Regions from separate parts of the Mus musculus genome. Here regions 1 and 3 are each linked to region 2. A link is a contact called in public HiCAR-type and promoter capture Hi-C data. All regions are on one chromosome and are shown on one strand. Each heading gives the region's core, a stretch centred on a gene start, on an enhancer-like site or on the middle of the called end of the contact. The rest is flanking DNA. Distances are from core to core; before and after follow the strand shown. Region 1 holds the start of Mtfr1 (mitochondrial fission regulator 1). Region 2 overlaps Gm30789 (predicted gene, 30789). Region 3 overlaps Pde7a (phosphodiesterase 7A).

Region 1 (2,864 bases), core at 121-2,620, 560 kb before region 2:
ATGTCCTTTCACGTGCTTGCTTTCGTAGAACATCCTTTCGCCTAGGTCCACTTCAGCTACATGTTCCTTCACGTGTTTAGCCCAGCAGAACACCGTACAACACAGTTTCTAAAGAACCCTTAAGTTTCCTCTTCAGTTACTAGACTTGCATTTCAATTCAAAGATTAGGGTGTTGATAGAGAGTTAGCTGCACATCGTGACTGAGACTTTTCTTAGCTCGTAAGCATTTTATAGTCAAACTCGGTTGTATATAATCGCAAACCCATTTCTATTACCTTCTTTTTAAAAATAATTTTTACCTTTTAAATGATTTTTGTGTATGTACAATATATGTGATCAATATATGTGGACACAACTTACTTTCATGTAACAAGATAGTAAGTGTCACAACTTCCTTGACTAAGTCATTGTAATGTAAAACAACTACATACACTAGGAAAAGGTGACTGGAATCGGGCGTGGTGACTGAGGCAGGAGGTTTTAGGCAGCTCAACCTAATCTACATAGTGCATTCCACCCCAGCCTAGAGTAAGGAAGACAACTCTGTCTCAAAACCAAACCAAACAAAAAAGTGAACGCTAAATTACCAAGTATCATGAAATACTCCTTAATATTCTTTTCCGGATGTGGTGAAGCAAGCTTTAAATCCTGTAGTTGGGAGGTGGAGGGGGTAGGATCCGAACTTCTATTGACCATCCTCAAGCACAAAACGAGGTTTAAGCCAGAAGAGGTTACATCAGACCAATCACAAAACAAACCATCAGGCGGAAAGAAAGGTTTGGTTAAGTTTGACTTCAGATCTCAAAGTTTCTGTAGTCTGGCTACACGCAAACTGCGCACGCTTAGAAAGTTCAGAGCTGCCAGCCGACAATGACAGGAAAGTAGGTCCAGGTAGAACAGGCTGAACGCCGTGGGCCGCCCCGTTCAGCCCGGATCCAGCGAGGGCACAACGCCGACTGCGGGGGATGGGAGCCAGGCCGGCGGCCCGCGGAGCTCAGCAGGCCAGGCGCGGGCGAGCCGGAGGGCTGCTCTCTGCTCCGGGCTTCCGCGGCCTCCCTCCCGCTCGCCGGCCTCCCGCGCCGCGCCCCGTCCCCTCCCTTGTCCACAACACGGCCTCCCGCCACCGTTCAGCTCCGGGTGGTAGCCATTCCCCACCCCGCCAACCGCTTTTCTGTCCCGGGCCCCACTCACCTCGGCTGCGCAGCAGCCCTCACCTTCGCAGCTGCTCAGCCTTCCAGATTGGCTGTCCCAGGACCTTATGCCAATCAGCCAATCCCCGCCCCTGGCCCGGCCTAGGCTGACCAGTGAACGGCTCGCTGAGGCCCGGGGGCGGGCTCAGGAGAGGCCGGCGGAAGGCGTGTCTGCTCGCCGGCCACGCCGGCTACCTGTCCCGGGCTCTGTGCGCACGCGCGGTGCCCAGTAAGGGGCGTGTGCTTGCTAGTGTGCCGCGCTTTGTCTTGGGTGCTTCTGCCCCTGTTATTTTTGTTGGTAAACTTCGCCCCTTTTGGGTGTAGGAATACCCACATTCCGAGTGAAGTCTCAAATGTGTGCCCGCTGAAAGGAGCTAGGTCCTTAGCCTAGCCTAGCCTAGCCTGTGTCGAGCCCTTCTCAACCCACGCTCTGTGGGGACTTTGTCTGCCAGGGCGATCTGTTTCGGGCCTCAAATCCCGGACGTATGTTCTGGAGGAGTGGAAGGCGCGGCTCAGAGGGAGTGAAGACTTTTCCTGCCTTCAGTTCCCCCGCCTCAAAGTCTGCCTAATTGGTGTGCGTAGTTTTTAATGAAGGGTTATTCTAGATTTCAGATAACCTAGTCATGAAAATACGATCAGTCTGTGTCAAGTTAGCTATAAGCAGCACGGTGGTGTGTGTGGGTGCGATAAAACGTGAATATGGAGGGAAAGCCTATCAGTAATTCAAGAGGCCGCTCCTACCTGGGCGTGGCGGCTCCTGCTATGTAAAACGAGTAGTTTGAAGTTGGAGGCTGGAGGATCCAGAGTTGAAGACCAGCCTATGTCCAAAACAACCTGGAAGAGGGTGGAAGAGTTGAGGTGGGAAGTGGGCAGCAGCTGTTGCTACTTCGCCTTCTCTCTTACCCTCTCATTGGAGCGCTGGTGTTCTTACCCTGGATGGCCTAAATTCCTCCTGGCTACTGCTTTGGATTTCACCTAGAGCTTCAATTCAGTTACTCAGCAACGGCTCGTTGGGAGCCCATTATGACAGTACAAAGTTGGTGGGGTTTGTTTGTTTGTTTGTTTGTTTTTTAAGCCTTGAACCACACCCTGAGTAAGCCTACCAAAAGGCAGGGAGATCAAAACAAGGTTAATTAATATATGTGACCAAGTGTTATAACGTTTTAAGTACAAAAGGGCCTGACAGGCTGTGACCAAGGCTGGGAGAGAGAAGCCTGAGAGAGCAGTTCAGGGAGGGGTGCTTGGTCTGAAGGCTGATGAAAAGACAAAAGCTGCTGAAGTGAACTGGTAGGGACCACACACCAGGGCGACCATTCCAATGATACTTGTAGGATTTACTGCTAAGCTATTAGTTGCCTCAGGATCCCTGGTCACCAGCTGTGTGACCCACAGGTGACTCTCAGCTGCCTGCCACCACACAGGCCTATGTGATTGTCTATGTTTAAGAAGAAGGGTATCTGAAAGCACCCATCAGTTGGAGATGGCTTAAAACCTGTTTTTTGTTTTGTTTTGATTTGATTTGATTTTTTCTTTACAACTTCCCTCCCTTCCCACCTTGCTTTACCCTCAAGTGCCCTGGAGTGGCCCTGAACTTTTTGACAATCTAGATGAAGGTGCAGTGACTTAAACCTGAGTAATTTTATCACAAATTATTGTTTCTCCCAGTAATGGAAT
Region 2 (2,700 bases), core at 10-2,509:
CCTGTGAGAAGGGGAGCAAGGCCAGGGGACCGCTCTGCTGCACCAGCTTGGGTTCCCGGCCCCGGTGATGGAATTATTGTTTATTTTTTTAATTTTCCAAGGTAGGCCGATGACAGCTGAAGAAGACTGTATTTGCGGAGGAGCAGCATGAGGGTAGAGAGGAGCAGAGCTCCTGAGGGAAACCTAATAGTTCCTCTCCTTCCTGCACGGAGATAAAGACTTATAATCAGCGTCTATGTTCACCATCTGGCTCTGCGCATGTGGTCCGTATGGAGGAGAAAGCCGCACAATCTGTAAGTGATCAGGAGCCATGGCGCTCTCTCCAGAGAATCCACGATGCAATCAAGGTGACAGATGGCACGGCCACTGCTGTGGCCTCATGGAGAAGATCAAAATCACCTTCAATAAACTCTGACTGAAATGGGCATGAGCACCTCGAAAAAGTCAGTTTGTCAGTCAAACTGCGACAGCGCGCTGCACTGGGGAACCACAGCGGCCAGCTCTCTGTTTTCAATCGTTTCCGTCTGACTGGGCCTGAACTATGATCCTTCTCAAATTGTCCTTTCTGTTTAGCTGAAGCAGGCCAGCAAATTGCCAGATTCATTGCTTTATTGAAGAAAATTGAAAACACGATGTCCTCAATTCCGAGGACGCACAGCTGGCAGGTACCCGGGACACCCAAACGCAGGGAGAGTGGACCTGGTTTCTGCAGCCGGAGTTTGCCCAACTTTAGGCGGATATTTTTGAACGCAAATATAAAATGCAAATGTGTACGGGGCAGTGGTTATGTAAACGGTATTAAGTAACCAGTAAGTGTTGTAGAATGGAGACGTGGCTACAAAGAAAGGAAGAAAGGAAGAAAGGAAAGGGGGAAACTCCAGCAGGGAGTTGTCTCTGCGAGTTCAGAGCAGGTTTCTTTCTTGATAGAGCTAGTGTGTTTTCTTTCTGTATCTGTTTACTATGTGGAGGTTCCTTTGGGTTTGAGCACAAGGTTGAAGAAATGCAGAGATACTGTTTTGTTTTGAGCAAATCACAGGGAATCTGCAGGGGTCAGGAAGTTTAAACAAATTTCCGTTTCTCCTAACCCCAGAGGAAAAAAAATTAGAAGCCCCAACCGCTTATAAATGGAGGGAAATGAGGAACAGCTAACCTGCAGTGGGACTCAAATCCACTACCATCTTTTGAGAAGTAAGGACACTGATTTCAGGTCAGGGAGGGCGGGTCCTGATGAGAGCAGGCGCCCCTCTTCCTCCCTCCTGATCCCTTGGCACAGTTCCACTGTTGTTCTTCCTCCCAATCGCCAGGACCGGAGATTGAAAGCAAAACTAGACTTTTCCAATCTTCTTTCTCTAAAGTTTCCAGGATCTGTGTCTGGTCCTGGAGTTTTCTATTACAAGCTGGCTGAGGGAACTTACCCCTTCTAACTTTTCGTCCATTCTCTTTTTAAAAAGTTGTAACCTTCTAGTTAATGTTGCGGGCTTGCTTCATTTAAGATCCAAACCCTGCTCCTGCTTCATCCCCCACAATGTAAACTGTTTGACAGCTGAGAAATACTGAGTCACCCGGCCCTGGATTTCCATGGGAATTCTCTACTCTTATTATAGGTACAATTTGAATGCCAGGATTCTGGTGCAGTGATATAGAAATGCATCTAAAGGGGACTCATCCTTGATTTGTGTATGTGAAATTCAAGAAAACACGGGGAAAAGCTCCTATTTTGAGTGACAGGAAAGTCTTGCTCTTTGGGGGGAAGGACTGTGTTTTCACAGAGTATAAGAGTGGAGCTAACTTACTGCATATCAAAGGGAAGTGTGGTTTGTTAAGAACAAAAGACCCTTTGTGTTTTCTTGTTCTTTAGTAGGTAATACCTACTGAGTGCTGAGTACCCACTATGTGCAGGCTTTGCAGAATTGAGAAGATTCCCAGGGAGAAAATGTAGGTTTTAAAGCCCTCTTCGGGGCACAGAGCTCTCTGCCTGACCTTTCTCCCTTGACCTACCTCCTTGGGCAGTGGGGGGTGTTCTTGCATGACAACAGGGCTGGTGTTAGGCTGGTGGCTGCCTGCTGTTTTTACACAGGAAATGCTGTGTATTTTTTCTGTGGTCTTTGGCTTCCTGGAATAGCGACTGTTTAAAGACACATTCATCAGTGCTGCCACCAGGAGGGGTGGTAGGATGAGTCATCGCTCAGCAGCAGCTCCAGTTACTCAGGGAGAAAGAAATCTTTTGCTTCCTAACGGTGGCAGTTCTGAGTCTTTCTTTAAGAGATGGCCTACTGGACCATGACAGTATGGAAACATACTTCTAAAATGAGGTTTAGTAATTAGAGCTTGGCCCAAACTCAGATATTTATGCTCCAGTCATCTCTAGCATGGAATTTCTCTTGATCTGTGCCAGATACACAGCCATACACCATTAGTGTCCTTTAACTCTAAGTCCCAAACTAAAATCTTGCTTAGAGAAATTTCCTTGAGACAGTTTAAAACTCATGTTCATGAGCAGAGATGTCCTTAAAGTGCTGTATGTACTTGCTATATCCATCCATCCATCTCTGTATCTTCTGTAGGTGAGATTGGCAGGGATGGGATGTGAGGATGTAGAGATTGTCCTGGGATTCACAAGGCAGCACCCATGGAGGGCAACTCTCCATCACAGGGCACTGGCTTTTTGAGTAGATGCATTAATGACATTTTTTATTCATT
Region 3 (2,820 bases), core at 303-2,802, 610 kb before region 2:
TATTGTTCATCTTGTCCCTTGAAGTTCATATAAGAGCCTCACTTTAGGCAGACAAGGAGGTTCCCACCTGTAAATCCCAGCACTTAAGAGGCTGAGATAGCAGGATTGCCAGGAGTTTGAAGTCAGACTAAATAAATAGTAACTTCTCTCCCTTGCCTGTCAGAAATTGGTAATTGCCGAGTTGTTTTTCTTACTAGTGTACATTTATTGATGTCCTAAGCAACATGCTGCTAGGAAGGGAGGGAGGGAGGGAGGGAAGGGAAGGGAAGGGAAGGGAAGGGAAGGGGAAAGGGAAAGGGGAAGGGGAAGGGGAAGGGGAAGGGGAAGGGGAAGGGGAGGGAAAGGGGAGGGAAAGGGAAAGGGGAGGGGAAAGAGGAATGCTGCAGACCCTCTGGGTCCCCTTGTCTGCTTGGACAGGTCTCTGGGTGCAGATGGGCAAGGAGTAGGCGGGAATGACACAGATGCACACAGAGAATCTGAATGTATTTTGTCAAGTCCAGCATCAAACTTTTTATACAGAAGAATAACAAGATACAATCCACCAAGTTACAGTGACACAATACAAAAGGAATGCGTACATCAAAAGAAGGACCAGGCCACTGCCACTAAGAAGGGAGACAGGTGTAAAGCTAGTCTATTGTTAAGCCCACCACCAGGGGTTCTACTTTAGCAGACCTTCTCATGAATACTGCAATACCACAACCCCCCTATTTCCTGGGCCCTGATAATTTCTTGTATGAGTTTAACTTTTAAGTGTCTGTGGAGAATCTCCATTTGTCAGAAGAATTAACCAACTTGCTTCTAATGTGCAATGTAGCCTGTACTGAAGATTTCTATCTCAGTGGGATTCCCTGGCTCTTTCATGGTAAACACTCTGCAGACCAGCCCTGAGCTGCTGGCTCTGTCTTTTGTAATGCTTAATTAGTTACTGAATAGGTAACTTCCTTCCTGCATTCCTACCGGATTCCAAGCTCGGTTAGGCTTCTGGAATATTGGAACACTGGTGGGAGGCTTTAGCTATGTCAGAATTCAATCTTAAAAGACACTTATAATAAAATAATACTAAAAGAGAGCACGTGGGTCCAAACACTAGACTAACTCAGGGATAGGGATAGGGTGTGAGTATACGGGTTAATGAGAACGCCAAAACTCCAGGAGGTGAGTTCCTTTTGAAACTTTATGCCTCGTGAGTGCTGCCAGGCTTCTCAGCCTGTCAAACAGACTTCACTGGAGTGTGCGTGGCAGGGAAAAGGGGAAAGGGAAGGAAGGGAGTTTTGACCTGAAAATTTAGACTGAAGGTGGCCATTTTTATTGCTGAAACCTATAGTCAGCTAATAAACTTTGATAATGGTTATTTTCTTAAGTTTGGTGAGTAAAGTTACATTGCTGCTATTAATGAAATTCCCTTTCTGGCATGAATGCATTGTGAAAAGGGTCCTGAATGTGGCCATCTATTGGTAGAATGAAAATACTCAGCCCCGTATATCAGTTTAGAGTCCTGTTTCTGAGACTGTTTCTTACCTTAGCTGTTTTTAGTTGATGAAAGTGAAGCCCTCCCTATCAGGTGAGCCCTGTCCCTCAGGCGGCAGCACCGTGCATCAGAACACAGCCTGCACTGCACTGTCCCAGGGAAGCACCACAAGGCTGCTGCTTCATGACCTAGCAGTTGTCCCACTGAGAAATTAACAGGCAGAGCAGGAGAGCCACTGTCCCCACTGGCTCCTGTGGTGGAGAGCGTATTTCAGGAACGTGCGTGACTAACTCTTCTGTTCCGCTTCAGCTTGCCAGTTCTGTCACTCCTTGGGATATCTTGCTGAGTTTAATTGCAGCCGCCACTCACGATCTGGATCACCCAGGTGTTAATCAGCCGTTTCTTATTAAAACCAACCATTATCTAGCAACTTTATACAAGGTCAGTACCGCTTCATTGGAAATTAATTTGGTTTGCTTTGTTGTTGCTTGTTTTTTAGTATGTGCTTAAAATCTCAGCACTAAGGAGAAAGACAAGAGGATCCCTTGAGCTTACTAGCTGACCTGCCTCGTCTAATCCATGAGGCTCAAGCCAGTGAGAGAGAGAGAGACCCTCTCAAAAAAACAGTGTGGATGACTCCTGAGGAACGAATCCAAGGTTGGCCTTTGGCCTCTACACACATGCATGGGTGCACGTTGCTCACTCCACAAATGCACTCACCCACCCACAAATAAACACACGCACAAATAAATTAACAATACTTTAGTGTTCTGTATTCTACACTATTTAATGTTTTGAGGAAATGAAAGGAGTCAAAGTAAATTTCCAATGAATGTTAATGCTTTAACCAAGCTAATTATTACTGACAAATGGTTCTTCGTGTGCAGAAATGACTGTTGGGTAACCAAGAGACCCTTTCTTGTAGAATTCCTCAGTCCTGGAGAATCACCACTGGAGATCTGCAGTGGGCTTGTTAAGAGAATCTGGTTTGTTCTCACACTTGCCATTGGAAAGCAGGTAAGGTGGCTTAAAACAAATGCATTGCCTATGGAAATAAAGTTACTAATTAAGATAAAAATATGTTATTCAGCTGCTCCATAGCTTCCCGTTTCATTAAACTAAACGTATCTTTTTAAAAATCAAGATTAGCTGGGCGTGGCACGCCTTTAATCCCAGCTCTTGGGAGGCAGAGGCAGGCAGATTTCTGAGTCGAGGCCAGCCTGGTCTACAGAGTGAGTTCCAGGACAGCCAGGGCTATACAGAGAAACCCTGTCTCGAGAAGCAAAACAAACAAACAACAACAACAACAAAATTATCAAAATTGTGGTGCTGGAGAAAGGGCTCAGCAG

What was found. Promoter capture Hi-C pulls out the DNA fragments that hold promoters and counts their contacts. HiCAR-type assays count read pairs that join an accessible place to other places.
Region 1: a contact with region 2 is called in a promoter capture Hi-C map of liver, with 2.3 times the contacts expected there. The contact joins the promoter of Mtfr1 here to the enhancer-like site in region 2. A contact is called at or near these places in 8 of 39 promoter capture datasets (the 3T3-L1 cell line, the HPC-7 cell line, cranial neural crest and 4 more), 2 of 484 Hi-C or Micro-C datasets (both in embryonic stem cells) and 5 of 115 datasets of contacts at active chromatin or transcription factors (astrocytes, embryonic fibroblasts, embryonic forebrain and 2 more).
Region 3: a contact with region 2 is called in a HiCAR-type map of embryonic stem cells, with 2.6 times the contacts expected there. The contact joins two enhancer-like sites. A contact is called at or near these places in 3 of 115 datasets of contacts at active chromatin or transcription factors (astrocytes, embryonic stem cells and pancreatic cancer cells).

Annotation. Positions count from the first base shown.
Region 1 is chr3:19,186,616-19,189,479 of GRCm38.p6, reverse strand. Mtfr1 (mitochondrial fission regulator 1) reads right to left here and starts at 1,370. Exons shown (of 8, transcript NM_026182.6): 1 at 1,192-1,370.
Region 2 is chr3:18,623,455-18,626,154 of GRCm38.p6, reverse strand. Gm30789 (predicted gene, 30789) reads left to right here. Exons shown (of 4, transcript NR_166210.1): 4 at 102-2,700. Among named protein-coding and RNA genes, the nearest start is that of Gm30723, 7.5 kb to the right of the region's middle. Within about 2 kb of position 1,259, at least 196 of the 459 cell types and tissues checked have an H3K27ac peak or open chromatin away from gene starts, as enhancers often do. A contact at or near this core is called in the HPC-7 cell line, astrocytes, embryonic fibroblasts and 5 more, where this site is marked.
Region 3 is chr3:19,232,768-19,235,587 of GRCm38.p6, reverse strand. Pde7a (phosphodiesterase 7A) reads left to right here. Exons shown (of 13, transcript NM_001122759.2): 8 at 1,781-1,912; 9 at 2,397-2,488. Among named protein-coding and RNA genes, the nearest start is that of Mtfr1, 46 kb to the right of the region's middle. Within about 2 kb of position 1,552, at least 24 of the 459 cell types and tissues checked have an H3K27ac peak or open chromatin away from gene starts, as enhancers often do. A contact at or near this core is called in embryonic stem cells, where this site is marked.